Regions from separate parts of the Mus musculus genome. Here regions 1, 2 and 3 are each linked to region 4. Evidence: chromatin contacts called from public HiChIP or PLAC-seq and promoter capture Hi-C data. All regions are on one chromosome and are shown on one strand. The core of a region is the stretch at or near the end of the contact, and the rest is flanking DNA. Distances in the headings are between cores, read along the strand shown. Region 1 holds the start of H2-Q1 (histocompatibility 2, Q region locus 1). Region 2 holds the start of Ppp1r11 (protein phosphatase 1, regulatory inhibitor subunit 11). Region 3 holds the start of H2-Q4 (histocompatibility 2, Q region locus 4). Region 4 holds the start of H2-T22 (histocompatibility 2, T region locus 22).

Region 1 (7,451 bases), core at 2,984-5,483, 720 kb after region 4:
AATTATTATTTAACATCTAATGCCTGATTTTTTTCAGTGCTTAAATTTAAACTATGTTAATTCTTTTTATTTAAGACTTTCTTTACCACATGCCAAAGCCCACCTCCGATAACACACATGTAGCCACATGAAATTTTATTGTTGGAAAAGTTTTTATCTGTGTAATACTATTATATAATTTTGTAAATAATTTCTAAAGTAAAGCGTTGGTTTCCCCAGATAAGGTCATGTTAGTGACCCCAATTCTAGGGATGGTTTCTAACCCATTACTTTCACATGAGATCTTAGCCTAGGTTACGAGGAACATGTAAATAAGAAAAGGAATAAGAGAAAACAAAATAAATCAATTGCCATGAGAACTAAGACTCAATATAATACTCTGGCCAAGAGTTCCACAACTGGTTCCAGGAGGCCTCCTTCTTTTGAAGTATACCTCAGTCTGTGCAACTTGTCACATGGCTGCTACTGGGGTTGGTGTGGCAGAGAACATGAGACACCATTTTCTAAAGAAAGCTGATGTCTAAAGACTCTTGATGTCACAGGAGAGACCTGAACACACTGGCTATCACTCAGTCTACTCCAGGCAGCTGTCTTCATGCTAGAGAAAGAGAGTCATGAACCATCACTGTGAAGACAACATCCCAACAACCCACCACTCACAGGATTCTGGGAGTCCCTGAAACCCAATCATATGCACATTGCCCCTCCCCAATCAGGCACCAGAGTGTCACCTTTACAATCTAGGAGAGAGATATCAGAGCTCTGGGCGCTGTCCCTGCCTAGGGTAAAATAAAACAAATGTATATGCACATGTATATGTATGTATTAATATCGCAGTACAACTCAGGCTGCCAGAAGATTTTTCTGGAGAAGATTTCTCTGGAGGAGCTATTATGGATTCCCAGAGCTCCTAACATCTCCAGCTTCACTCTAATGGCCTCAGGACAATCCTGCCCCACACACTAACTTGGAGCCAGAGCACAGTCCTCTCCTTGTCCACCTGTGAGAAGAAAAGCTGTGAGAGTTCAAGGAAGATCTTGACTCTAGGAAGTTCCCGGAACTGACAGCTGACCCAGTTAGAGACAGTAGCAATGAGGGGTGTGGCTGTGTTTCCATTTAATGAGCAGAGGACACTCTAAAGAAGGCTATGAGAAAACTCAGACCCTGGCCTTTCCTACCTTTGTTTCTCCTCCTCTTCATCACAAAAGACACCATAACTCCAATGATGACCACAGCTCCAATGACTATCACAGCTCCAAGGACAACCAGAACAGCTATGATTACCATGTTGGAAACAGTGTATGGAGGAGGCTCTGGGAAGGACAGGTACAGGAAATAAAGGTGAGGGTTATGACCCCAGCTCTCAGCCCTGAGCAGCTCAGGGTCTGCAAAAGGCTACAGCTTTCCCTGACCCCGGCTCTGCACCCACACCCTTCTTACCCCATCTCAGGGTGAGGGGCTCAGGCAGCCCCTCATGGTACACATGGCATGTGTAATTCTGCTCCTTCCCAAGAGGCACCACCACAGATGCCCACTTCTGGAAGGTTCCATCCCCTGCAGGCCTGGTCTCCACAAGCTCCATGTCCTGGGTCAGCTCCTCCCCATTCAACTGCCAGGTCAGGGTGATGTCAGCAGGGTAGAAGCCCAGGGCCCAGCACCTCAGGGTGACATCACCTTGAGATCTGGGGTGATGAGTCACATGTGCCTTTGGGGGGTCTGTGTGAAAGATTTAAGAAATCACAGGGTTAACAAGACAAATTGAAATCTACACAAGACTCAGGTAAAACAATGATGACACTGAACTACGTGTCCGTTTGACACTTCAACTGTCATCACACTAGTGACCAGTAGGCAGAGCTGGTCCCTGAGCACACAACTGCACATTTTCTTTTGGGACTCAGAAGCTATGATGGAATCCACATGAGCCAGTGGATCACCATGGTCATCCTTATGTAATGTTAGATAGCATGAGAGACGTAGTCAAAGAATGGAAGAGGGAATGGAAAATAAGTAATTTATTATGTGTTTGAGTTCATATCAAAATCAGATATTAGGCACATATGCTACTGAAAGGGTGCTAAAACTGAGACTACAACTGTTGTCATCTCGTCGACCAACATTAACTGTCAGTTCAAGTGAACAGCCATCACTAAGTGATGAGCCAGAGAAAATGACTCCCAGCCCCTGACTCTGGGGGACAAGGTACAGGTGTGTCACACAGGATCCCTGGAGTGAGCTGTGGACCCCAGTGCAGCACTCACTGGAACACAGTGGGCTCACGGGGTGTGTGGTCTTCCCTCTCACTCCAGCCCTGGATTGCAGTAGACCCTGTCTCTCAGAGTCCAAGTCCTGATTCACTGGGGGGGGGGGGCACTGTAACTTGTGGGGGGCAGAGGAAGAGCAGGAGGCTTCTGGGTGTTTAGTTCTGACAGGAAACACTCTAAGTTCACAGGAATCTCTCCTTTAATGAGAACCCTGATTTAACTTGTCAAATTATCCAGGTTAGCAGCCTTCCCTGGCACCTGTGTAGACTGATACACATGATAATACAAGGGCAGGGAGAAACAGGATCATTCCAGTGCAGACAAAAGATGACTACAAGCAAAATAATGCCTTCCACAAAAAAAAAAAAGTAAGGAAAAAAGAAAGAAAGAAGAAAAAGAAAAGAGAGAAAAAAAGAAAAAGAAATTCCATGATTTATATTCCTCCAGGGTTCCCAATAAGGCCTCATGTGACCATTCACCAGTGTAGGAATAAAGAGAATTGGGTTGTCGAAGGGGTGCAAACCCCACAGACAGGGAGGGATCTGGGAGAATGTATTCTTTAGAAAATTCTAGAAACTGGGGCAACCAGCCTAGTGTAGGGGAGTCCATGTCAGGGAAAGGAGACTTCCGGTCCTGAGGTGTAAGGACTGACACACTCAGCAGGACAGGAGTCAGTGTCCACACACAGTGGGTGTGGGCAGAGAACCCAGCCTGGGAGAGGCCATGGCTGACAGAGGCTACAGGGGAACTGAAGGGAGCAGCTGTTGTTACCTCAGGGAAATTCTCTCCTTCCCTCCTGAGACAGCCTGGGCACTGTCCAGGGAGAAGCCTGAGCCCTGGGAGAGTCAGTGCAGTCACTGTGATGAGGGATCAGGAGACCCAGGGACACTGTCTCCCCTCTGAGACAGGGGCATCACCCCAGCTGAGGGTTTCTTCTTCCCCAGGACTGAGCCCCAGCCAGAGACCTGTGCGCAGCAGCATCTCCTTCCCGAGCTCCAGGTATCTGTGGAGCCACATCAGGCACTTGCCCTCCAGGTAGGTCCTGTGTTTCTCAGCAGCACCAGCCTGCTCCCACTTGCGTCGGGTTTCCTGAGCTGCCACATCTGCTGCTGTCCAGGTTTCCAGGTCTTCATTCAGGGCGATGTAATCAAGGCCATCATAGGCGAACTGCAGGTACCCGCTTTGAAGGCGCCCATCTGACCCCAGATCACAGCCAGACAACTTCTGGAAGGTGTGAATGCCTGCAGGAACCCTGGGTCAGCGCCTCGCTCCCCCGGCCCCGCCCACGCGCGACTCCACAGAACTGAAAGGGAATCCGGTCCCGGGTCAGTTCTGCTCCTGAACCTGGGACTTGAGAAGCAGGAGGTCTCTGGCCCCTGTGTAGGGACGTCGAGGGGTCGTGACCTCCGACCAGGGGTCACTCACCGCCCTTGCTCTGGTTGTAGTAGCTGAGCAGGGTGCTCAGGCTCTCTTGGAATCTCTTCTCACTGCCCTTGACTCTCCGTGTGTTCCGTTCCCAATACTCCGGCCCCTCCTGCTCCATCCACGGCGCCCGCGGCTCATATCTCGGATTCTTCGCGTCGCTGTCGAAGCGCACAAACTGCGTGTCGTCCACGTAGCCGACAGAGATGAACCGGGGCTTCCCGAAGCCGGGCCGGGACACCGAGGTCTCGAAATACCGCAGCGAGTGTGAGCCTGGGGGCGGCGCGCGGTGAAACTCGGACCTCCTCCCGAGACTCCCGGCGGTCCGTGGTCCGAGAGGGGAGCAGGGCGCGGGACGTGGGTGGAGAAGGGGCGGAGGGTCTGGTGGGCGACGCGGGGACGCAGCATCCCAGGTGCCGGCCGCGACCCTCTTCTCAGAGCCCGTTTCTCTTCGGACCCCGCACTCACCCGCTCCGGTTTTGGTCAGGGTCAGGGCGGCTGCCAGCAGCAGGAGCAGCCTTCCCAGTGCCATTGCCCCATCTGGAATACAGGGCATCTGAGGCCCTCGAGCTGCGTGGACTTTATAACCAGCGCCCACAGAGTAGCTGGTTGGTTCCCCAGGATCCTGCCACCCAATGGACCTGCCAGATAATTCCTGCTACCTCAGGAGGTCAGAGAGGGCATCAGATCCCCAGGAGCTATAAAGTGGTGCTGCTCCAGGGCAAGGGAGGGGCAGGAGCTGAGCTGCAGGAGAGGGTGGTGTCTGCAGGGAACAGAGTGAGGCCCTTGTGCAGCTGTGTCTTAGTGAGGGTTTCTATTGCTGTGATAAGACCCCATGACCAAAAGCAACTTGAGGAAGAAAGGGTTTATTTCAGTTTACACTTCCACATCTCAGTCTATCATTGAAGAGATTCAGGGCAGGAACTTGAGAGAGGATTCTAAGTGGGAACTGAAGCAGAGAGAATGGGGACCAGTGCTAATAGCTTTGTAGCTCATGGCTTGCTCAGCCTGCTTTCTTATACAATCCCTGATCACCAGCCAAGACCACCTGCAGTGGGCTGAGCCCTTCCATACTGATCATTAATAATAATTTTAAAAATGCCTTATAGACTTTCCCAAAAGCGTCCTGGATGGATGCAATTTCTCAATTCAGGATCCTCTTCTTATATATGTCTCAGTTGGTGTGGAGTTGACAAAATGCAAACAGCACAGCCTCCTGGTGCAGGGTCACTCAGTGAGAGCTGAGGGAGGAGGATGTGTGAGTTCCTCCCTCTGAGCTGAGCCAGGGACCTGCCCTGTGGATGGAGGCCCCATGGAAAAACAGTTGGAATGCAAGGAATGGGAGCACAGTGGGGTCCAACTCCATTCCTGCCCCTCAGTCTGAGGACATTTCTCTCCCTGCCTGTGTTTGACAATATTGATATAACCTCGGGAGGGACTGATAAAGTCAGTGCAAGGGAGGAGATGGGGAGAGAAATAGGGACAGTTTATTACCTCAGAACAGGGTAATCTGATTTGGGGGAGACTGAGGAGAGGTAGGTAGGTAGTTTACAGATAGATATATAGACATTCATATAGACACAGAATTAAAAAGGAATGAGAAGTGCTCTTCCACACTTTGGACATTGACAATTTCCCTTCGTGCTCAGACTTCTTGCAGTTTTAGGTCCTGCTCCAACAGACACCTGCCCAGCTGGGGAAACATTCAGGGCTGACCCTGTGGGCTTGTTAGAGTTCTTGCATGGATCAGAGAACCATGAGGTTTTGCAAAGGTCACACAACACAACAGACTTCATGTGAGAGATTTATTGTGGGTGGGTAGTGAGTATGGAAGAGAAAAAGAGGGGGCTGTGGAGACCTGAGCTGGATAAGGATACACAACTTGTGGCTACAGTAGAAATGTGTCACATTTGGTGGCTGGTGATGATGTGGCTTCTGGAACTGAGAGGCTGAAAGCAGGCTGGTTCTGGAATGTGGGTGGTCATTGGTTGACAGACATCCCTTCTTCTTATTTACTATATATGGTGAGAAAATAGGAAGGGGTGTCTGGTGAAGCAGAAATGGGGTTACTGAGCTCTTTAGAATCCTCCTGTTGTCTTGGGGGAGGTGTCACTATCTTTGGGGACCCAAGAAAGCTGGGATGCTGGGTAGGTTCAAAAAAAGCATGCTGTTCCCTCACTGTCCAGGCTCTGCAGGACCACCTGCAGCTGGGGAATGCAGATGCATCTTTCAGTTGAACCATCATGGGGCAGGTGCTTTGAAGCTGTGTCTGGCATGCAGAGGTTGAGGAAACACCTGGAGCTAGCATTTTACTGAAACCTATCTGTATATATAAAGATCAGAAGGTAATGTTAAGGAGGCTAGAATAATTTTTTTCTTTAGGATTAATGTTTTAAACCCATAGGCTTATTAGTTGGGGGTGGGGCATCCCAAGACCACAGAAAAGGAGAGGATAACCCCACCCTTAGGACTAAGCTGAACAGGCAGGAGATGAAACAGGCTGTTGATTGACAGTTCTTATCTGGAGTCCATTTGACCTGTGGGAAGTGGATTCAAGTAGATTCTTTGAAGCTTCAAAGAATTTTAAAAGTTTACAAAATGAGATAAATTTTAGACATGTAAACATACCACTGTGGATTCTGTGCTGAACTTCACATTGTAAAAACGGCAGCAGACTCATGCCTTTGAGTCTTAGTAAAAGCTTGTGGACTCCAAAAGTGGATTTGGAGGTAAAACCACGAAGATTCCTACCTCTATCCAGAACACAGGGTGCATAGAGATTGGACAGATGTTTTTAGCTCAGTGAGAAGCACTTTTAAGTCTATTCTTAGAAGACAACCATAGGAAATTCATAATCTTGAGCTTGTAACTATAATAGCAATTATTGATTATCATAGATAGATCAATAACTCATCAGAACTCCATTGATGAATGTTAAAACTCTGAAACTTTTAGATCTTAATGTAACAATAGCATAGAGAGGAAAGATCTGAAACATTTTTCATTTTTACATACACCTTAAATCACTTTCTTATACCTCTACAAACTGCATTTATACATCTTAAATCACCTCCTTAGACCTTTATAAATTGAATTTAAAACACTTTTGACTTTTATAAGTCCAGTTCAGAGATCTGAAAGCACACTTTTAAGATCATTGTAACGTACTTAACATTTCGTATCCTTAGAAGTTACATAAACTTTACATTTTTTCTATCCAATTATTCACCACAAGAAACAGGTGGTTGGTTACTGAGAGCAAACATACTGGTAAAAAAAACTTCCTTTACATAAAGGAATAGTAAAATGTTACATTGAAATCTGTTGTGTGAATTTTTCTCTTCTTAGAACCTGGTCACAATGTGGTCAGTGTGGAGACCCAGTAGCAACTCTAGGAAAGTGTCCATGATTTTTGCACATGAAGAGAACTGAGAAGCACCTGAAGCCTGTGCTGTTGCTCGCTGTTAAACTGACAAAGCTCTCCCTAGTCCACACCATCAGAGATCTGGGAAGGATGAATTTCTCCTGAGAAAACAGGAAGTACAGACTAAGCAGTTTCCAAACCTATTAAAAATGGCAGACTTATCCGTTACCTAGACAACCACTGAAGTAGTCTTAATTTCATTGGGGACGGAGGACCCAGGGCAACCTCAGTCTTCCCTGCCCAGTCCAGAAGATCCAAAGCAGGGCCATCAACTCCGCAGTGTCCTGCTTGTCCACAGTTTGGACAGGGTCCTGTTGACAGACAAGATGAAAGGCAGATTT
Region 2 (7,238 bases), core at 1,895-4,394, 910 kb before region 4:
TAAATGTATGTTAAGTATATTGAAAATGTTTGTGTGTGTGATGATTCTGATATCCGATGTTTCTGAGGATCTGATACTGCCAGTTTCTGCTGACCTTTTCATGGTACTGTTTTGCTTTGTAATTTTTGAGTGTGAACTCCAGGTTTCTCACAGTGTGGATGAATGCAGCACTCCCAGCATGGATAGGGTTCTTTGAGGAAGATCTGTGCCACCATGTCCAGCTACAGTTTTTTTTCTTTTCTTATGAATTACAGTTTAGCCTTTTCTTTCTCTTGGCTAGTGATTTTCTGTCCTAGGGAATCTGCGTACTTCATAGTAATAATTAGATATCAGTTATTAGATATTCTTTTTGGTTAAATATAACGAGTCTTCTTCCTCCATAGGTTTCAGGAAAAGGAAGATTCTTGACCCTTTTTTCTGGCAACCCAGCAACAATCCTTTCCTTCTCTCGGAAGTGAAGATACTCGTCTTTGATGCCTCCTTGGTCCCCTCCGGCTACCATGCTTTGTTCTCAGAATAAGATCGTCGACCCAGAATACTCCTTTCCCTTTTGAATTTACTAAAGTTATTTTTCTATGAAGCCTTGATGTTATGTGTGTTACTCTTAATCATTTATTCTGGTCAGGCTGGTGATATATGCCCTGTAATCCCAGCACTTCACAGATACAGTGTGAGCTATATCACGACATGACTAAAAACTAAAAAATAACAATAATCGGTCTTATTCCAAAGGAAATTTAGGTGAAGTAGAGATATAGATATAAAAAAAGAAAAAACTATAATAAAATGATGGAGTCTGGAATGAGGTTTTTATGGGTCTAAGAGATTCCCCATGACCATAAACAAATTAATAAGAGTCTTTATTAAATACTCATGGCACCAAGATTGCAATTGAGAGCATTCCCAAGAAGCAGCATCAAAGCTTATAAAGTTAGAAACCACCAGATTACATATATTCTGTCTACACATAGGCAGAGTCTAATTTTAGCATATGTCTTGCAGTTAGTTGTCTTAGCCATTGAGCAGAATAGGTAAATTTGATTACAAAAGCAGAAATAGTCTTATGGCCTATTATCTTGCTAGAATAGCAAATTTTACAAGAGCAGTCAATTTAATTTTTTTTTTTTCTGCAAGTATAACAGAGTATCATTAATAGTGTCCGGGACTGGTGCCTGCCCATGGGATGGGTCTCAAGTTGGACAGGGTTATTGGTTGGCCATCCCTTAGCCTCTGCTCCATCCCCTGTGCCTGCCTTTCTTATAGACAGAACAAATATCAGGTTCAAAGTTTTGTGGGTGGATTGGTGTGTCTTGATCCACTGAGGTCCTGCCTGACTACAGAGGTAGGTTCTTCAGATTCCATGTCCCTGATGTGTGAATCACGGCTAAGGTCACCTCCACTGACTCTTGGGTGCCTCCTCTATCCCAGGTCTCTGCCTCATCCTGGGAAGTTCTCCCCCAACCCCTCACCCCTGCTAGTTGCAGATTTCCATTCATTTTCATGGCCATCTAGCCAACTCTTCCTGTCCTTCCCCACACTGGATCCTGACTCCACCCTATTCCTTTCCCCATTGCCCCACCTTCCCAGTTCCCTTCCTCCATCTGACTTATGACTATTCCCCCTTCGAAATGAGATTCAAGAGTCCTCACTTGGGCCATGGAGTGTACTGTGGTACCTGTATTTTGTGGATAATATCCACTTATAATGAGTACATACCATGCTTCTTGTCCTCTGAGAGGCTCCACCCAGCTGCTCACTCAAGATACAGATACCCATAGCCAAACACTGGAAGGAGCTTGGGGACTCTTATAGAAGAATAGAAAGAAGGATTTCAAGTCCCAAAGGGAATAAGAACATCATAGGAAGACCAAATGAGTCAACTAACCCTTAGGACTCTCAGAATCTGAACTACCAAGCAAAGAGCATACATGGGCTGGACCTAGTCCTCCCCTCACATATGTAGCAGATGTGCAACTTGGTTGTCATGCGGGTCCCAAACAACTGGATCAGGGACAATCCCAAAAGCTGTTGCTTGTACATGGGACAGGTTCTTCTAGCTGGGCTGCCTTGTCTAGCCTCAGTGGGAGAGGAAGCACCTAGTGTCGCTGAGATTTGAAGTGTCAGGGTGTGGGGATAGCCAGGGGGATCCCACCCAACTCAGAGAAGGGGATGGGGATGGGGGAAGGATTGTGGGAGGGAGTACCTGGGAGAGGGGCAGTGAACAGGGTGTAAAGTGAATAATAATAATAATAAAATAATTCTTTGTTGGGTGGTGGTGGTGGCCTTTGATCCCAACACTGGAGGAGGCATAAGCAGGTAAGTTTCTGAATTTGAGGCCAGTCTGGTCTACAGAGAGAGTTCCAAAAGGGCCAAGGCTACACAAAGAAACCCTATTTGGGAAAACAAAACAAAACAAACAAACAAACAAACAAACAAACAAAAAAAAACCTTCAATGTCTGGTTAAAAGAGGTAGGCGGGCTGCCACGACAGTTTGTACAAGCTAGGAGCTTACAAATTAGAGCCCCCTCCCCCCGTTTGGACTCTCGAGCATAGTAAGCCTAAATGAAAACCATTACAAGGACAATACAAAAAAGATGCACTTATATGTATTATACATATATCTTATCTAAATCTAGTTTCTCATTGTAAGGAAACAAAAACTGGTATTTTTGGATGGATAGTGGAGAGATTTAACAAAATTTAACCAGATGAATTTGGATTTGTTACTCTGCCCCCTGCATCTAACCTTTGCATTCCTCAAACTGGGAGCTAAATGGTAATCTAGGTGTTTCAGGCTTTAATCTTAGGGCCTACTACAGTCAAAAAATTTCAGGTTTAGTGTACCTTCACTGGGATATCAACAAACAGGGAGACGGCTAGAACCCAGTGTATTTCCTGCTCCTGGAAAACCGCTCCTTGACAGAATGATAAAAAGGAATTTGGAGATAGCTCCCTGTCCCACCTAATTTTTTCACCTAAGCTTATGGATACAGCAGATAGGGTAAGGATTCTAGGCACACAGACCTCATCCTTTCAGCACAACGGCCTCGAGTTGACCAGCCAATGAACTTAAGCCTTGCCTAGCCCCACCCCCCCCACTATGACATCACTTCTGCCAACCTCAGCGTCTGCGCACTATTGCATTACGGCGGAACTATTCTGGCGACGCCTGCTTTGACCCAGGCGGTGGTGGGGAAGGGAAACTGTGTTCTGCAGGATGCGTCACAACCGGAAGTGAAAGGCCGGAAGTGGGGTTGGACAGGTTTTCCCCAGGGGTGGGGAAGCAGAGGCCGTGGAGGAGTAGGGGAGATTAAGAAGCTAGAGCATCCTGGCCTCTACTCCGAGTCTTGTACCGGTTCTCTTAGATCTCTGAGGCTCAGAAAAAGGAAAGGGTGTCTCATCCCGCTTTCTCGCTTTTCGCTTTAGCCATGGCGGAGACAGGGGCCGGGATAAGTGAGACCGTCACTGAGACAACGGTTACTGAGACAACGGTTACCGAGACAACCGAGCCAGTGAGAAAGGCGGGCAGGGGGTCTATTTAGGGGTCTGGGAGGCACTGGGAGGGGGAGGGGGGTTTGGAAAGTTGGTGGGTTTGGGATCTGGGACATCATGTGGGGTTTACTCTTATTGGGAAAATCGCAAGGAACTAAATAGAGATGCTTGGAGCCGCTCAAATGGTTCAAGTGACTGGTCAAGGATTGTTTAATCCGTAGTTACAATTAGAGTATAGGTGTTAAGGCTTGGGGTGGTGGTCTATGTACGTAATAAACGGAAACTGGGTTAAGGAGCCAGAAAGGTACTGGGAGGAAGTGAAACGCCATTTGAGAAGGCGTGGTTTTGGAGGCAAATGTACAGAACGAGTACTTACCAATAGTGCTTACCAATAGATAGTCATGGAATGGGTGCGTGTTAAAGCGGAGGAAATGAGGAAACAAGAAAATAAGGTGAAGTGTGTTTTGGCAGATCAGGGAGGAGAGAAGCAAATGAGCAAACAACTTTTGCAAAAACAAATTGCTTTCAAAGGGAGAAAGATGCGTTGGGTTTGACAATGTCTGGGTTGAAGGAGATTAGTAGTTTAGCAGTTATTACCAGAGATGCCAGAATGTTAAAGAATAAGTGGATAGGATTAGGGAGCCCTGGGCTTGAAGATGAGAGAAGAAAGAATGAAGGCTTTTTTGTAGAAGGAGGGTTTTGGATATTTGTTTTATTTTGATATGTGTGTGTGTGTGTGTGTGTGTGTAGGCCTGAAGTTAACCTCAGATGTCTGAGACATGGTCTATATTTATTTATTTATTTATTTACTTATGATACAGAGTCATTGTGCCTGGAGCTGGCCAAATAGGCTAGTCTGGCTAGCAAGAGATCTGCCTTTTTGCACCACCACCACCACCACATTTGACTTTTTGTTGTTGTTTTTGTTCCCGTGGATACAAGGGATCAAACTCAGGTCTTCATGCTTGCACCAAAAGAGCTTTACCAACAGAGATGTCTCCCCATCCCTGCTTTATTTTATTTTATTTTTTTCTGAGAAAATAGCTATACCATGTTGCAGAGGCCATTTCAGTCTCCCAAGTGCTGAGATTACATACCTCAGTCTCTTTAGAACATGAATAAGAGGTGTGAAGAAGAAAGTGAGATCAAAGGCCAGTCACAGGAAAGGGAGAAAATAACATTCATATATTAATGCCACCAAGGGTGATAGCGTTGGTTGTATCTTAGTTTGCCAATTTGCTGGCACCTTCCCTAGTTTAAGAATTGCCTTCTTTGCATACTATTGGTTATCAAGAACAGGGATTCATACTCTCCACAAACAGGCTGTCCTGCCTCTCCAGGGGCATGATGTGTGTTACTGACTGAGCCAGGGAAGAGAAAAAAGGAGGTTCCATAGGAAACAGGAAAAATCAAGAGGAAGTGAGTCAGATGGGCCCACACCTCTTTTAACTTTTCAGGAGAATCAGAGCCTAACTATGAAACTTCGGAAACGCAAGCCAGAGAAGAAGGTGGAGTGGTCCAGTGACACTGTGGACAATGAGCATATGGGGCGACGCTCGTCGAAATGTGAGTGTGGGTGGCCCAGTGTCCCTGGCCACCATCTCACTGTTGCTTTATAGCTCTATCGAGTTCTTGGTTGGAAAGAAAAATAGGTGGGAATAAAACTATGCGGTACCAACTGCCTGGAGTTAGGGGTGGGGGCGGGGGCAAGCCATGGCAGAATGGGAGTCAGGTTTTTCCGACTCTCTCTTGAATTCCTGGGGGAAGAGGCTAAGGCAGCTGGATTCCAGAAAAGTAGGGAGAGGTTTTCACACAGATCTGGTGGAAATGAAACTGACTGAACACTGCTCTTCATCCTTCTTAGCTGGCTTTCTCTCTCTCCATTCAGGCTGCTGTATTTATGAGAAGCCTCGGGCCTTTGGCGAGAGCTCCACCGAGAGTGATGAGGATGAAGAAGAAGGCTGTAGTCATAAGCACTGTGTACGGGGTCACCGCAAAGGACGGCGTCCTACAACCCCAGCACCCACCCCAACCACTCCTCCACAGCCTCCTGATCCCTCTAAGCCCCCTCCAGGACCTATGCAGCACTAAATCCCTCTCACCATTCATGTGTCTGCCTGCCCCAAATATATCCATCTGACATGGGGACTCCACCCATTGCCTCCGTTCTCCTGCCCCCTTCTTCCGTCTCCTGAGTGATAGAGAAGAGGAAGAGGAGGGTGGATACAGATCCTGGAATTCTGACTTGCTGCTGTTCCAGAACCCAGGCTTCTGGGTTCTCCCAGCCCCTGCTTCCCTACAGTTTGCTCCCATGCCTGGGATCCAGGCATCTTGGTCCCAGTCTATCCCTTTTGTTCTCACTGCCAAACTACCTGTCCTGGGATCCAGTATCTTGGCCACCTGCACCCTCAGCTTGAGTCCCAAGCACTTCAACTGGGTTTTCAACGGTCCCAGCTTTCACTGCCAGGGCTCCAATCAGATGCCAGGCAATCTTGCACCCCAGTTCTGCGTATTAATCCTGGCTTATGGTTCTTCTACTGATGCAGTTTTCCTAAATCTTAGTTCTTGCCTGTGGGATGTAAGGTTGTGTGGAGACTATAGGGTTCCCTGGCCCTTCTGCTCCTCTTACCCCTTATGGCTCTCCAAAGGAGTTAGGAGAGGTCTTTGTCATTCACACCTAATGGAAAGTGGAACCAAAAAAAAAAAAAAAATAGCCATGTCCTGAATATAACATTTCTGACAAAGCTGGCTGAGACCACTGACTTAGAGCCAATGATTTTCTCAGCCTTTAATCTTTGAGCTTCAGCATTGGTGTCCTAGGGGCCTGGGTCCCTAAAAGGAAAGAGGGAGAAAGCAAAGAGATGAGGGGACAGGCCCCTGCAGTATGCTCCTACCCTTTCCTGCCTAGGCTTTGGTGTCTGCCAACCCAGGTGTCTTGCTCTCTCAGCCCTCCCCGGCTGGTGCTAGGATCTGGGTACTGCCCTCCAGGCCTCTGGCTGTGCACAGTACAGAAATCAGCAAAACCCATGGCACCACTTAGATCTCATTTATTGCCACAGATGCACAAAATAAATAACCCAACATTGCACAGTGTGTTAAATACAGGCCCATTTATACACAAGGGAAGGATGGGAGACTATACAGAATGTTTGGGGTGCCTGAGTTGCTCCCGGGTTGAGGAAGGAGGTAGCACCATTAGTTCTTTTATGTGCAAGATAAAGTTCCAAGAGGGTGTTCAATGGGAAAAGGCCACGAGCAGAGGAAACAGTCATAAATGAAAGGTTGAGTATAGACTGGCTTGCATACATATCCTAGAATTTATGTTCTAGGCTTCAGGTTTGAGCTGCGCGGCTTAGGTTATGAGTTAAATGTCTTAGGAAGACTTTTTTTTTTCCTCTGAGAATCCTCAGAGTGGACATGAGCAGGAAGCTGCAGACTTCCTGCTGTGCATCATGCCCTGAGCCTTTTGGGATTGGAGGTAAATTAGGACTGTTTCCCAACACTGGTGGTACAAACAGAGCCTCTTTCTCTAGCCTGGCCTAGAATGGTACGGAAAGAGGACTCAAGAAAAAGGTCTTAGGTCATGGAGACTCGGGACTAGACTGGCTTAAAGGCACGAATGTACAAGCCAGTTGAGGTTTTGATTTGGGAGAATGTGAGTGGACAAAGGGTGCTTATTAATACTCCTGTTCCGATAGGTGTTACAGACAAGGTCACTGAAACAGGTGGGGATTTGTGCAAGGGA
Region 3 (7,618 bases), core at 4,844-7,343, 660 kb after region 4:
ACATCAGCATAGGTAAGTGTTGCTTGTTTCTAGCTATCTATTATCTGGTGAACTTTGGAAAGATCTGCAAGAGGCTAAAGAAAGTTTACTTTTGTAATTAACACAACTAGTGCCTAACATGTCCATAAGTTTGATTGACCAACTACCCACTTGCATTTCTTAATTCTCTTGAACTGTTTTCAATAGTGTCTTTCATGGATTAGAACTTTACATTACATTTTAAAATGAGTGGCATAGGTACAGTGTCTTAAACAAGAGTCAAAGCATGTATACAGTATGTTGTAGCAATATATAAGATTACAGTTCTGTCAATATACAAAAATCTAAGCCAAAGTAAGATATTTGAGATTACACTCTTTAGTCTAAAATTAGATTCTCCACCGGCCCCTTATCATTCCAGTGTAAATTTAATTTTTTTCAAATTTTATTTTTAATGATGGTTCTTAAACACTTTAGCTTTCCTTGTAACCTACCACCCAGCAGACGTAGGGGAAAAGAAAGGATATCAGGGGAGAGGGAAGTGTTCCTGTTTAGAAAGGTTCTTGGGAGCAACTCTCATGTGAGTTGTCTGGACATTGGCAGTTCAATTCACAGGTCAGCAGTGGCAGCTCCATTCACTTGAAAACACCTCAGGGATATATCAGTTGTTCAGTTCAGTAGAGTCAGGTTAGCAACAGAAGTGATAGGACCTAGCAGAGACAGCCAGGCCTCAGCTAGGGCCAGCAGGAAGGACCAGCAGGAATACCAGGAGTTCTTTGCTGTACCTCTCTTATGGAAGTGAAGACCAGTGAAGACACAAGACACACACTGTACCAGCAAGGCAAACTCTGTCTCAGTCACTCCATGGAGTCCTATTTATATTCTCCAGTCATCATGTGTCCTCCAAGCGTCTTGCCTCAGCACAGGCATCCAATAAGCTCATGTCCTTGGAAGCATCAACAAACTGCAGTATACTATCAGAATTTTTTGGTGCGTTTCTCTCTATGGCGCCCCGACCAATGCAGCTCAACTATACAATGTAAGGCAGACCAATATAAGTGTGTCTTTTTTTTTTTTTAATATGTCAGTTTTCTTTTTTTTTTTCCATTTTTTATTAGGTATTTAGCTCATTTACATTTCCAATGCTATATCAAAAGTCCCCCATACCCACCCACCCCCACTCCCCTACCCACCCACTCCCCCTTTTTGGCCCTGGCGTTCCCCTGTACTGGGGCATATAAAGTTTGCTTGTCCAATGGGCCTCTCTTTCCAGTGATGGCCGACTAGGCCATCTTTTGATACATATGCAGCTAGAGTCAAGAGCTCCGGGGTACTGGTTAGTTCATAATGTTGTTCCACCTATAGGGTTGCAGATCCATAATTGTGTCTTTAGCAAAGAATCCTTCATCACGCATCGCATCCTTTCACATGCTTGTTTTACAGAACATCCTCTCTCCTGTGTCTGCTTCAGTGAAATGTTCCTTCAGGAGTCGGCCTTAGCCTTTCACACCTGTATCCACTTTAAGGAAACACTCCTTCATGTGTTTGCCCCAGCACAACACCATCCAACCGACTTTCCAAAGAACCCTTAGTTTCCACTGCAGACCCGGAAGGTTGGCGGTGGAAGGGAACACAGGGCAATGCAGAGACAGGGTCCTGGTGTGTAGGCGAAGGCTGGGCTCCACAATTCTTCACATTGAGCCCATAGGCTCACAGGGAACATCAGGCGCTGTTCTCTAAAGAAAAATGAAGACCCAAGGTCACACTGGCTGTCACTAAGTCCACTCCAGGCAGCTGTCTTCATGATAGAGAATGAGGGTCAGGAACCACCACAATGAAGACAATATCCCAACAACCCACCACTCACAGGGGATTGTGGGAGTCCCTGAAACACAACCATGTCCACAGTGCCCCTCTGCAATCAGGCCATAGAATGTCACCTTTACAATCTTGAGAGAAACATATCAGAGCTCTGGGAGCTGTCCCTGCCTAGGGAAAAATATATACAAAGATATATCTATAGCAAGATCTGACACAGGCCACCAGAGGATTACAACAGAGAAGCTATTATGGGTTCCCAGAGCACCCAACAACTCCAGCTTCACTCCAATGACCTCAGGACAACTCTGTCCCCCACACTAACCTGGAGCCAGAGCATAGTCCCCTCCTTGTCCACCTGTGAGAAGGAAAGCTGTGAGAGTTCAAGGAAGAGCTTGACACTAGGAAGTTCCCAGAACTGAGAGCAGACACAGTTACAGACAGTAGCAATGTGGGGTGTGCCTGTGTTCCCCATTGATGAGCAGAGCACACTCTAAAGGAGGCTGAGAGAAAACTCAGACTCTGCCCTTTCCTACCTGTGTGTCTCCTTCTCTTCATCACAAAAGCCACCACAGCTGCAATGATGGCCAAGCTCCAAGGACAACCAGAACAGCTACGTTCGCCATGTTGGAGACAGTGGATGGAGGAGGCTCTGGGAAGGACAGGTACAGGAAATGAAGGTGAGGGTCATGACCCCAGCTCTCAGCCCTGAGCAGCTCAGGGTCTGCAAAAGGCTCCAGCTTTCCCTGACCCCAGCTCTGCACCCACACCCTCCTTACCCCATCTCAGGGTGAGGGGCTCAGGCAGCCCCTCATGGTGCACATGGCATGTGTAATTCTGCTCCTTCCCAAGAGGCACCACCACAGATGCCCACTTCTGGAAGGTTCCATCCCCTGAAGGCCTGGTCTCCACAAGCTCCATGTCCTGGGTCAGCTCCTCCCCATTCAACTGCCAGGTCAGGATGATGTTAGCAGGGTAGAAGCCCAGGGCCCAGCACCTCAGGGTGACATCACCGTCAGATCTGTGGTGACATGTCACATGTGCCTTTGGAGGATCTGTGTGGAAGATTTAAGAAATCCCACAATTAGCTGGTTGGTAGTGGCACATGCCTTTAATCCCAGCACTCCGGAGGCAGAGGCAGGCAAATTTCTAAGTTCAAGGCCAGCCTGGTCTACAAAGTGAGTTCAAGGACAGCCAGGGATACACAGAGAACCCTGTCTCAAAAAACAAAACAACAACAACAAAAAAAAAAAAAAAAAGAAGAAAAGAAAAGAAAAAAGAAAGAAATCTCACGATTAGCTGGTTGGTGGTGGCACACGCCTTTAATCCCAGCACTCGGGAGGCAGAGGCAGGCAGATTTCTGAGTTCGTGGTCAGCCTGGTCCACAATGTGAGTTCCAGGACAGCCAGGGCTATACAGAAAAATCCTGTCTTGAAAACAAAACAAAAAAAAAAAAAAACAAAAAACAAAAAAAAGTACCACAATTAACAAGACCCTCTGAAATCTACACAAGGCACAGTTAAATCACTGATGACACTGAACAATGTGTCTGTTTGACACTTCAACTGTCATGGCACTGGTGACCTGCAGGCAGAGCTGGTTTCCTCAGCTGCACATTTTTCTGGGGGACTCAGAAGCTAAGAGGGAATCCACATGAGCCAGTGGGTCATCCTGGCAGTCCTTATGTGATGTTCTTTAGCATGAATGGACTAGAATGGAAGATGGAATGGAAACTAACTAATTTAATAAGTGTTTGAGTTCGTATCAAAAGTAGAAATTAGAGCCATATGCCACTGGAAGGGTGTGACAACTGAGACTAAACCACTGTGTTCATCTTGCTAACTAGCATAACCGCCAGTCCAAGTGAGCAGCCATCACAGAGTGTGTAGCAGAAATGGTGTCAACCTCTGACACTCAGCCAGAGAAAATGACTTCCAGCCCCTGACTCTGGGGGACAAGGTACAGGTGTGTCACACAGGATCCCTGGAGTATGCTGTGGACCCCAGTGCAGCACTCACTGCAACACAGTGGGCTCACAGGGTGTGTGGTCTTCCCTCTCACTCCAGCCCTGGATTGCAGAAGACCCTGTCTCTCAGAGTCCAAGTCCAGATTCACTGGGGGGGGGGGGGGAGCACTGTAACTTGTGGGACAGAGGAAGAGCAGGAGGCTTCTGGATGTTTAGTTCTGACAGGAAACAGTCTAAGTTCACAGGAATCTCTCCTTTAAAGAGAACCCTGATTTAACTTGTCTTAACTTCCCTGGCACCTGTGGAGACTGATACACATGATAATATAAGGGCAGGGAGAAACAGGATCACTCCAGTGCAGACAAAAGACAAAAGATGACTAGAAACAAAATTACCCCCTCCAAAAAAAAAAAAAAAAGTAAAGAAATAAGAAAGGCTGGGCAAGGTGGCACACGCCTTTAATCCCAGCACTGGGGAGGCAGAGGCAGGCGGATTTCTGAGGTCGAGGCCATCCTGGTCTACAAAGTGAGTTCCAGGACAGCCAGGGCTATACAGAGAAACCCTATCTCAAAAAATCGAAGAGAGAGAGAGAGAGAGAGAGAGAGAGAGAGAGAGAGAGAGAGAGAGAGAGAGAGAGAGAGAGAGAGAAGGAAGAAGAAGAAGAAGAAGAAGAAGAAGAAGAAGAAGAAGAAGAAGAAGAAGAAGAAGAAGAAGAAGAAGAAGAAGAAGAAGAAGAAGAAATTCCACTATTGATATTCCTCCAGGGTACCCCATAAGGGCTGATGTGACCACCACTATAGGAATAGAGAGAATTAGGTTGTCGAAGGGGTGGAAACCCCACAGACAGGGAGGGATCTGGGAGAATGTATTCTTTTGAAAATTCAGGAAACTGAGGCAATCAGCCTAGTGTAGGGTAGTCCATGTCTCCCATCAGTTAAAGGCGACTTCTGGTCCTGAGGTGTAAGGGCTGACACACTCAGCAGGACAGGAGTCAGTGTCTACAGACAGTGGGCTGAGAACCCGGCCTGGGAGAGGCCATGGCTGACAGAGGCTACAGGGGAACTGAAGGGAGCAGCTGTTGTTACCTCAGGGAAATTCTCTCCTTCCCTCCTGAGACAGCCTGGGCACTGTCCAGGGAGAAGGCTGAGCCCTGGGAGAGTCAGTGCAGTCACTGTGATGAGGGATCAGGAGACCCAGGGTCACTCTCTCCCCTCTGAGACAGGGGCATCACCCCAGCTGAGGGTTTCTTCTTCCCCAGGACTGAGCCCCAGCCCGAGGGCAGAGGGAGGAGCTGCCCGCGGCCCCTGCACCTGTGCGCAGCAGCGTCTCCTTCCCGAGCTCCAGGTATCTGCGGAGGGACTGCACGCACGCGCCCTCCAGGTAGGCCTTGCTTTTCTCTGTAGCACCAGCCTGCTCCCACTTGCGTCGGGTGATCTGTGCCGCCATGTCCGCCGCCGTCCACGTTTTCAGGTCTTCGTTCAGGGCGATGTAATCGCGGCCGTCGTAGGCGAACTGCTGGTACCCGCGGAGGAGGCGCCCGTCGGACCCCACTTCACAGCCAGAGATCACCTGAATAGTGTGAGAGCCTGCGGGACCCCGCGGTCAGCCCCGCCCACACGCCCCGGCCCCGCCCACCCGCGGACTCCTCCAAACTGAAAGGGAAACCAGTCCCGCGTCCGTTCTGCTCAGAACCTCGAACTTGGGGCCCGGGACGTCTCGGGCCCCTGTTTTGGGACGTGGAGGGGTCGTGACCTCCGATCCGGGGTCACTCACCGCCCGCGCTCTGGTTGTAGTAGCTGAGCAGGGTCCTCAGGTTCACTCGGAAAATCTGCTCATTGCCCTTGGCTTTCTGTGTTTCCCGCTCCCAATACTCCGGCCCCTCCTGCTCCATCCACGGTGCCCGCGGCTCATATCTCGGATTCTCCGCGTCGCTGTCGAAGCGCACGAACTCCGTGTTGTCCACGTAACCGACAGAGATGAACCGGGGCTCCCCAAGGCCCGGCCGGGACACGGAGGTGTAGAAATAACTCAGCAAGTGTGGGCCTGGAGGCAGGGCGCGGTGAGACCCCGAACTCCTTCCGGGACCCCCGGCGGGTGAGCGGGCCGGGAGGGGAGCAGGGCGCGGGGCTAGGGTGGAGAAGGGGCGGAGGGTCAGGTGGGCGACGCCGGGACGCGGCTTCCCCCGTGCCGCCCCCTCCCCTTTCCTCAGAGGCCATTTCCCTCCGGACCCGGTACTCACCCGCGCGGATCTCGATCAGGGTCTGGGCGACTGCCACCAGCAGAAGCAGCATTGTTGACGCCATTGCTCCCCTCTGGGATTCTGGGCATCTGACTCTGGCGGGCTGTGTGGACTTTATAACCTGCTCCCGCGGCGACGATGATTGGTTCCCGGTGATCACGTCACCCAATGGGGGTGAGAACTGCCAGTAAGTCATCAGTGTCCGGGCAGAAGGACCTGACCCAAGTTAGGAGCAGAAGTGAAACTGGGGAGATGGGAAATCCCCACCCCTGATCTCACTGCCTGGAGACTAAGACTTTGCCTGAACCCTGTGCTGTGGACAGAGAGCTGTTTGTCTTGGTGTCTCCGAGTTCTGACCCAGAAGCTGTCAGGACACCAGGAGAGAAGAGACCTGCAGGCCAGACTCTCTGTATCTTCCCTCCACCCTTCCTCTTCCTTCTTCTCTTCAGAAGTCAGACCCTGGAGCCTTCCAGAAGAAAAGCCACTTCCAGGAATACAATGGCAACACAAGCGCTTGGGGATGCAGTGGAGAGAGGCTTCTCCTTAAAGCAGAGGCGCTGGCCTGCAAGCCCCATTAGAACACCACAGAGACCAGGCTCTGTTCACCTGCAGTGGGCGGCTCACACTGCCAAGCCTGAGTGCAGGACTCTCTTCTATAAAGAGGATACTTCGTCTTTTCCCTCAGGATCTGTCTTCTCAGCCCTGTGCTGGGACACAGATTCCTTGTGTCACTTCCTAGATGAAGTCTGTGGCTGCAGGTTTTTTGTTTGTTTCTTTTTTGTTTTTTTAAAAACAAAGATCTTCCTTCTGAGTTTGTCTCTGTGGACCTGGGACATTGTCTCAGCACAGGAGACCCCCTTGTCCACTGAAGAGAGACCCCTGTGCAGACCACAGACAGCAGGGCACTGATCCCTGTCTCCACTTCACTTCTCTGTGACTGTACTTCCATGGTGCAGTTGCTTTAGTGACTCAATAACAGTAGGAGAGGAACTGTCACCAACTATAACACAGAATAATGATGATAGTACGGTAGAAGCTATGTAATTTCTGACCCTCTCCCTCCCTCCCTGACCTTCACTCACACTTTTGAACTGATGAGGTGAGGGACATGAATGTCACAGCTGTGTGGGACACTGGTTCTGATAACCGAGTTGGCCCCAGAGTTTCTCAGGCCTGTGCAGTGTGGACACTGGAAGAAAGATGATTCTCATGCCAGAGAGCACACACTGGTGATGTGAGGTTTCATCCCTGATCAGTAGTGTGGGGGAAGATTAATTTTACCCATTTCATGATTCTGTGGATCTTTTCAAACCATAGCCACAGAAGTGAAGTGGAAAGAAGAGCAGAGTTGGGTGGGGACTCCTGAAGAGAGTCACTCATCACACAGAGCAACAAATGTGTGTGACCACCGGTGTGAACTCCAGTCACCTCCCCATGCAGATCTCCACAGCAGCCCCCCAGATTCACCGGGATTCAGCAGACCCTGTCTCCCTGAACCACTGTTATTGGATGCTGTGAGCATTTTCCGTGGGGATTTGATGCTCTTAGGTTTCTTCCTGACCAACCTAGAGATGCTGTTGGGGTTAGGCAGTGCTTCACAGAGAGGATCTGTCTCC
Region 4 (7,447 bases), core at 1,596-4,095:
CTTCCTTTGTTTTCCCAAGTTTTCGTATTATTTGATTAAAGATAAAATAGAGAAGAATTTGATTAAAGATAAAATAGAGAAGATAGAGCAAACGTTCTTCTGACTTACAGGATGTTGGGTAACACTGGATTTTGGTGTAGGTTTTAACAGAGACAGCTATTTATTTCCTCGCAGAGGTAAAATTAATTCCTCCTGTGGAGAGGGGGTGTTCAGGACCTGCTCACTCTACTCCTGAAGGAGGGAGGCTGGTGGGTGAGCTGTGGTCTGGGATTGCATACTGAGCATACCGTACAGATTTCATTCTCTCTCTGTCACTATCCTGTTCTTTCTCCTTCCTCCTCCTTCCTCCTCCTCCTCTTCTTCATCTTCTTCTCCTCCTTCCTCCTCCTTCCTCCTCCTCCTCTTCTTCTTCATCTTCTCCTCCCTCCTCCTCCTCCTCTTCTTCCTCTCTCTCTCTCTCTCTCTCTCTCTCTCTCTCTCTCTCTAAAGACTGGCTCCAGAGAAGTCAGCTGCTCTGTCAAGAAAAATCTCAAGAGAGACCTAGGGCACAGAGGACTCCTGGGGACAACCAGCAGGAACCTGAGTCCTTTCCAGCTGCCATAAGAGGAAGCCATATCTCATGTGACCCCAGCTCTAGTAAAGCCTTGAGAAAACACAGCAAGAAGAAAAACACAACTATGACCTGGGAGAGCTCCTGAGCCAGGCTCACCAAACTCTTGATGTCCCACACTGTGAGAAGTATCAGTGGTTGGAGTCTCCAGATACTGTACTTGGCTTTTTGCTACATAGTAGCAATAACTGAGAAATGCAAATCTCCCACAATCATCCCGTGGAGTTCTAGGACTCTGAAATCCAGAGCTTTCAAAGATGGGGAATTATCCTAACTAGCCTTTCAACCTGCCCTAAGATATCATAAGGGAGTATTCTTGTCACCTTATTTTAAGAATTAAAATTCTCACAGCTAAATAGGGTGTTAACCCCTAACTGGGATTCCTATTATCCTAACAAAGGGGACTCTAGACATTGTTTTCTCTCAGCATCCATTATCTATTACAGCAGTGATTCTGAACCTGTGGGTCCAGCAACCCTTCCACAATGGTCACCAAACTTAGTTGGAAATCATGGATATTTACATGATTCACAACATCAGCAACATTACAGCTATAATGTAGCAACAAAAAATAACATTATGGTTGGGCTCACCACAATGTGAGGAACTTTGTTAAAGGGTCTCAGCTTCAGGAAGGTTGAGAACCTCTGCCAGAGTCCTGGCTCTTCTCAGTATCTCTAACCCCCACCCCCTACCCTTTGAACCTCTCCAGACCCTAAGCTTCACCCCTTTCCATCCCTCATCTTCTCAACTTTCAGCCCAGCTGCCAGCCAACAGCTCCCTTGGCTAGATGCTCTTGGCCACTTTGTTTCTTCTCCCTGTCCTGGTTCTCTCTCTCTCTCTCTCTCTCTCTCTCTCTCTCTCTCTCTCTCTCTCTCTCTCTCTCTCTCTCTCTCTCTCCCTCTCTCTCTCTCTCTCTCTCTCTCTCCTCCGACTGCCTTCCCCCATCTCCCTCTCATGGCCAGGTCTATTCTGCTGGCTGTGTTCAGTCTGAGCTCTTCCTTTTCCTTCACCACGACTAGAACTGTGAAATGGCTGTACCATTTTCATTCACTACCACCCTCACTCTAGCTCAATTAGATTTTCATGACCCCTGACAACCATTTCCCACACAAAGAAGAATGAGGCAGTGCTGGGCTCCTTCTCCCCAGCCCTCCCCCAATAACCACCCTGACTATTAACCTTCACAAGGTCAGTCCATCAAATGCTAGTTCAGTGAAGGGACTCTGCAAAAGTCATTAGGGCTCCGAACCAGCTGACTTTACTCTGAGGGACTGTCCTGATCAGGGCAAATATTAAAAGGACTGCGTTCTGTGCCCAGACCCACAGTGTGATGACTCTACACAGGAGATTTCCTCCAATGGCCTTCATAAAGCCACCCAAAGAACCCAAAGTCCATGGAGAGTAACCAACATTCCTGCTCTGCTCCATCCAGCAAGGACAGGGGACCTTGCCCAGAAACTGAGAAATGGAATCCTGCCACATGTTCCCTGTGAGCTTTGAGAACTCTGCTTCAGAGATGAGTCCCAACCTTGTGCAAAACTCCATAATGCGAGCTAGTCAACTTGGCAGGTTCATTGAGAAAATATAACTCACTGGTCCTTGGCAGTGCATGTCTTTAATGCCAGCACTCGGGGGTGAGAAACAGGTGGATCTCCTGAGTTTGAGGCAAGCCTGGCCTAAAAAGGAAAGTCCTGAAGGGAGACAGACAGACAGACAGACAGACAGACAGACAGACAGACAGGAGAAGGGATCTCACCTAGGTCTCCAGTGAATTCTACCAAAAAGCTGGCTATTGCCAACATGGGCCCTGGGATGTTTCCTTCTGGAGGAGTCCTGTGTCCCATGAGAGGGCCTGAGATCAGTGTGCAGTCTCCCCTGGATTCCACAGACAGCCTCTGAACAGGTCTCGGGAAGACGGAGTGAAGGAACAGCTCTTTCAGCGCTTTCTGGGCACTTTGGGAGTCTGTGCAAATCCCTGGCAGGCAAGGACTCTCAGGACCTCAAGAGGAAAGTAGCTGGGAGAGTCCCTAATTGGCTTAGTTTCACTTTCGAATCCCCAACTTCTCTTGAGTTTTTCTGCCTAGATATTGATGACTTGGCACTAGTTCTCACTTTCTGTAGGGCAATTTCTCCTAATTATTTGATTGGCTAATAACGACGACAAGAAGCCAATCGCTGGGCTAAGATGAAAAGGCAAGAAAGGAAGTCATGACGTGGGAGAAAGGAACGCCTTTTACCGCCCTGCTCTCTCTGCGACCCTCCTCTCCCCAGGCAGGGTTGAGAGCAAGAAGGTGCAGGATGTAGGCCTGCAGAATTGTCAGACCCAGTGGCGGCTTTTGCCACTGGAAGAATTTCCAACATAAAACAGAGGATCAGTTTGGGACAATCGATTCTGCGACCAGAGGTAGTGTCATTTGGTTACTTTTAAAATTCAGATTTTCTGGTGTTTTCCAATCACTCGCGACTGTAATTTGAAGTTGGGTTCTGAGATAATACAATCGCTGTCGCTCTAGTTTATAAAGCTGTCCAAGATCTGCCCAGTCCCAGATGTCCTGGGTCCTCAGGGCCGCTGTGGTCTGCGCCCTTCTCCTGCAGCTGGATGCCAGACCATCCTGGACTCGGATCCCTTTGGGTGAGTGAGACCGGGGAGGGAAACTGTCTCTACTGGGAAGGCTAGGGATAGCACCACCCAGTCTCTGCACCACCCAGCAAGATCCTCCAGCCCCCCTTTTTCAGCTGTCCCGAGCTTGGCGCCCTGCTCCCTTCCCGGCCCGCACTCCCGCTCGAGATCGAGATGGGGATCGAGGAGGAGGAGGTCGGGGTCTCATCGCGCTCCTCCTCCCAGGTTCACACTCGCTTAGGTATTTCTACACCGCTGTGTCCCGGCCTGGCCTTGGGGAGCCCTGGTTCATAATCGTCGGCTATGTGGACGACATGCAGGTCCTGCGCTTCAGCAGCAAGGAGGAGACTCCGAGGATGGCACCCTGGCTGGAGCAGGAGGAAGCAGATAACTGGGAGCAGCAGACTCGTATAGTCACAATTCAAGGACAGCTGTCTGAAAGGAATCTGATGACCCTGGTTCATTTTTACAACAAGAGCATGGACGGTGAGTGATCCGAACCCATCCCAAGGATGTACCAGGGTTGTCCATATTCACTAGACCAGAGTTTCACCCAACACATGCCCAGTTCCTCAAAAACCAAGAGTCTGCAGGGATTTACTTGGAGTTGGTCTGTGTTCTACTCGTGTTGCTGCGACAGGACTGACCACCAACTATGTCCTTCCTAGACTCTCACACACTACAGTGGCTGCAAGGCTGCGATGTGGAGCCAGATCGGCACCTGTGTCTCTGGTACAACCAGCTCGCCTATGATAGCGAGGATCTCCCCACCCTGAACGAAAACCCAAGTTCCTGTACAGTGGGAAACAGCACTGTACCTCACATCTCTCAGGACCTGAAGAGCCACTGCTCAGATCTGCTGCAGAAATACCTGGAAAAAGGGAAGGAGAGGCTGCTGCGTTCAGGTGCCCAGGGGAGCCAAACCATGTCTGTTTCCTTTAGGCTACTTGCTGGGAGTTTGGAGAGCTGGAGGTGCTGGGTGGGAAGAGAGGACTTGGAGTACAGCTCACAGTTGAGCACTCCCCAGCAAGCACAACTTCTGGTTTAGATCCTTAGCATTCGCAAAAGAGGAGAGGGAGGCAGGTGAATGGGAAGGACTTTTCTCACTCCTCCCCAAGTCCAGAGAGGCAAGAGGCTCTTGTGTTCCAGATCTGTGACAAAACAATGACTTCTTCACAGGACAACCCCTCTCTTACTAGCAAGAAATTCATTTTGGAGACCAATCTTTTAGTAACTGATCAACAAATTCTTGACTTGAGCAATGATCCTAGGCCAATTGGGAGCTATTTCTCAGAACTTGTTCTGTGCCCCAGACTTCAGTGTCTCTGGAGTCAGACTCCAGCTTTTCTCAGTCTCTTGGCCCTCACCCAGCTGAGGACCAGAAGCCCTTCCCATGAGTCTGCAGAGACCTGGAGCCTCCTGTCCATGTTGTCCTGCTCACATCCTAAGGCATCCCTAAGAGCAGATCCTCCCAGGAGCAGGTGCTCTAGCTGGTGTCTAGATGATGGACACCATAATCCCACCCCAGGATGGTCACATGAACACTGCTGAGTCCCCAGAAGAAAGCACGATGCCTCATCCTTTCAACTCTCTCCCTCAGACCCTCCAAAGGCACATGTGACCCGTCACCCCAGACCTGAAGGTGATGTCACCCTGAGGTGTTGGGCCCTGGGCTTCTACCCTGCTGACATCACCCTGACCTGGCAGTTGAATGGGGAGGAGCTGACCCAGGACATGGAGCTTGTGGAGACCAGGCCTGCAGGGGATGGAACCTTCCAGAAGTGGGCAGCTGTGGTGGTGCCTCTTGGGAAAGAGCAGAGTTACACATGCCATGTGTACCATGAGGGGCTGCCTGAGCCCCTCATCCTGAGATGGGGTAAGGAGGGTGTGGGTGCAGAGCTGGGTTCAGGGAAAGCTGGAGCCTTCTGTAGACCCTGAGCTGGTCAGGGCTGAGAGATGAATGGTCTTCACCTTCTCTTCCCCTCTCCTGCCCTTCCCTCCCTTCACTTCCCTTTGCTTCCCAGAGCCTGCATGGTACCAAAAGCCTTGGATTTGGATTGTTGCCATGGTTTTCATTTTGTTCATCATTTGTCTCTGTGTGGTTTGCATATGCATGAAGAAGAATGCAGGTAGGGGAGAAATGTGTTCTGGGTTTCCTTGTCCCATTGAGGGTTTGAAGCCTTAGGTAGAGGCATACCCTACTTAGGTAACAGGATGTAGCATCCACAGTCCTCTTAGCCTGGAGCCTTTTTGTTTAACCTTAAGTGAAGGGGACTAAACAGCAGTTTCTTCTTGAGAATGGTTCTGGTGCCTGGGACCTCATGACCAGCTGTCACAGGCAAAGGTCTCACTGGGGACAAAACTCCAAGGAGGTCCTACATCACCTCAGTCCTAGAAATTTCCCTTGGGGGGGGGGGGGCTGGAGAGATGGCTCAACAGTTAAGAGCACTGACTGCTCTGCCAGAGGTCCTGAGTTCAATTCCCAGGAACCACATGGTGGCTCACAACCATCTGTAATGGGATCTGATGCCCTCTTCTGCTGTAGCTGAAGACAGCTACAGTGTACTCATAAATAAGTAAATAATATTTAAACAAAAAGAGAGAGAGAGAGAGAAAGAAAGAAAGAAAGAAAGAAAGAAAGAAAGAAAGAAAGAAAGAAAGAAAGAAAAAGAAAACTTAATTTCCCTTGGGCCCAGAACTAAGGGGTTTTGCTAGACCAGTGGTTCTCAAACTGTGGGCCGAGAGTCCTTTGGGGGTTGTCCTCTGGCATCCGACATATGAGATACTTACATTACAATTTGTAACAGAAGCAAAATTATAGTTATGAAGTAGTAACAAAATAATGTTATAGGTGGGGGTCATGACAACATGAGAATACTCTATTAGAGGCCACAGCATTAGGAAGGAAGAGAACCACTGGTCTAGGCCCTTATGACTCCCTACTCCCATGCCACCCATATGTGGTTTTTCTTTCCTCAGGTGGGAGAGGAAGGCGTGACACCCAAGAAGCAGGTGAGTGTGGTGAGGAGTGATCTCTGAGACCCTTGGAGCCCATGGGAGCCCACCGCAGTTCCTCCTTTAGCCTCTAGTCTTCTGAAGTCTGACTGGATCCTGTTTTGGTCTTTCCTAGGCAGAGACAGTCCCCAAGACTCTAGCAAGACTGTTGTGGATGATGAGGTAAAACATGGGGTGGCACAGAGGACTCGTGATGGGCAGGTAGAGAGATCTGAGTGAGAAGCGAGCTATTTGGAACATCACGGGTTACAGTAACTGCCCTGAACCTGTTCTTACTCCTATAGGAGATGGGGGTTTGCTTTTGGAAGATTAAGTCCTGTAAAACTTGTCTAGGCCACTCCCCAGGAACTTCAGGTTTGTTTACCATGTCACCCCGAAAGAGGTATCAGCCTGTCTTCCCCACCCCACCCCCAACTCTGTCGGTGTTGTCTCCCAGAAGGCTTCACTTAGCCTCCTCACCCTCCAGAGAACACTCCCAGCTGTTCCCCCTCACCCACCGCCTCTGTGGGATCACCTGCAACAGTTACTGAAGAATGCAATCTTTCCTTTTATATCCCATCAGTTGGCGAGTCTTTACTGTCACCTTGACTGGATTTAGGATCATCTGGGAGATGCCCCTTTGAGTGGCTGGGCTGTGAGGACAGCAGGCCAGTTCTTGCCACCCTGGACAGAAACACATCTCACCTTTCTGGCTCAAGGATCTGAACACCTGTCTCTTGCCTACTCGGCTTCTAGTCAGGCATTTTGTCACCTTGTCAAGGGTCCCAGGGACACAAAGCTCCCTCCTCTCACCCACAGCACTCTGGGTCCTACCCTCAGTGCTTCAGGGACATTTAATCAGGTCAAATTGGGATCAATGGCTTTGATGCAGAAAAGAACTGTGGACTAATAGAGATAGGGTTTAATTAAAAAATATATCTTTTTAATTTTAAGGTGTCTTAAATCTATTTATTTATTGGGTATGTGCATGTGAGAGCTATAGCGCACGTGTGGGAGACAGAGGACAACTTGCTGGAGTCAGTTCTCTTCCTCCACCAGGTAGGTCCCAGGGATGGTTCTCAGGTCAGCAAACTTGGACACAGTGCCTTTACCCACTGAGCACCTGGCTGACCCAACAAAGTATTTTTTGAAGGTCGGCTCATTTGTTGTTACTCATTTTTACTTGACTTTGACTTGGAGGTAAAAGCAGCCTACATCTC

What was found. Promoter capture Hi-C pulls out the DNA fragments that hold promoters and counts their contacts. HiChIP or PLAC-seq counts read pairs in DNA pulled down with a chosen protein or histone mark.
Region 1: a contact with region 4 is called in an H3K4me3 HiChIP or PLAC-seq map of embryonic stem cells, with 8 times the contacts expected there. The contact joins the promoter of H2-Q1 here to the promoter of H2-T22 in region 4. A contact is called at or near these places in 2 of 115 datasets of contacts at active chromatin or transcription factors (embryonic stem cells and stem cell-derived neural progenitor cells).
Region 2: a promoter capture Hi-C map of embryonic stem cells shows a contact between it and region 4, with 2.6 times the contacts expected there. The contact joins the promoter of Ppp1r11 here to the promoter of H2-T22 in region 4. A contact is called at or near these places in 2 of 39 promoter capture datasets (embryonic stem cells and hippocampal neurons).
Region 3: a contact with region 4 is called in an H3K4me3 HiChIP or PLAC-seq map of embryonic stem cells, with 4 times the contacts expected there. The contact joins the promoter of H2-Q4 here to the promoter of H2-T22 in region 4. A contact is called at or near these places in 2 of 115 datasets of contacts at active chromatin or transcription factors (embryonic stem cells and stem cell-derived neural progenitor cells).

What each region holds. Positions count from the first base shown.
Region 1 is chr17:35,317,329-35,324,779 of GRCm38.p6, reverse strand. H2-Q1 (histocompatibility 2, Q region locus 1) reads right to left here and starts at 4,233. Exons shown (of 8, transcript NM_010390.4): 1 at 4,155-4,233; 2 at 3,690-3,959; 3 at 3,230-3,505; 4 at 1,441-1,716; 5 at 1,179-1,313; 6 at 968-1,000; 7 at 732-779; 8 at 1-598. The coding sequence starts at 4,218. The coding sequence ends at 594.
Region 2 is chr17:36,947,698-36,954,935 of GRCm38.p6, reverse strand. It overlaps Ppp1r11 (protein phosphatase 1, regulatory inhibitor subunit 11), which reads left to right and starts at 3,144. Exons shown (of 3, transcript NM_029632.3): 1 at 3,144-3,513; 2 at 4,951-5,059; 3 at 5,382-6,581. The coding sequence starts at 3,430. The coding sequence ends at 5,584. It overlaps Rnf39 (ring finger protein 39), which reads right to left. Exons shown (of 4, transcript NM_001099632.1): 4 at 6,950-7,238. It overlaps Znrd1 (zinc ribbon domain containing 1), which reads left to right. Exons shown (of 5, transcript NM_001355422.1): 5 at 384-578. The coding sequence ends at 408.
Region 3 is chr17:35,378,092-35,385,709 of GRCm38.p6, reverse strand. It overlaps H2-Q4 (histocompatibility 2, Q region locus 4), which reads right to left and starts at 6,093. Exons shown (of 6, transcript NM_001143689.1): 1 at 6,003-6,093; 2 at 5,537-5,890; 3 at 5,074-5,349; 4 at 2,577-2,852; 5 at 2,334-2,449; 6 at 1,036-1,715. The coding sequence starts at 6,066. The coding sequence ends at 2,355.
Region 4 is chr17:36,038,140-36,045,586 of GRCm38.p6, reverse strand. It overlaps H2-T22 (histocompatibility 2, T region locus 22), which reads left to right and starts at 2,845. Exons shown (of 9, transcript NM_010397.5): 1 at 2,845-3,245; 2 at 3,459-3,719; 3 at 3,902-4,138; 4 at 4,834-5,109; 5 at 5,258-5,362; 6 at 6,213-6,245; 7 at 6,364-6,410; 8 at 6,533-6,602; 9 at 6,811-7,180. The coding sequence starts at 3,161. The coding sequence ends at 6,836. It overlaps Gm6034 (predicted gene 6034), which reads right to left and starts at 2,626. Exons shown (of 3, transcript NM_001034909.3): 1 at 2,370-2,626. The coding sequence starts at 2,457. It overlaps A930015D03Rik (RIKEN cDNA A930015D03 gene), which reads right to left. Exons shown (of 2, transcript NR_015618.2): 2 at 7,413-7,447.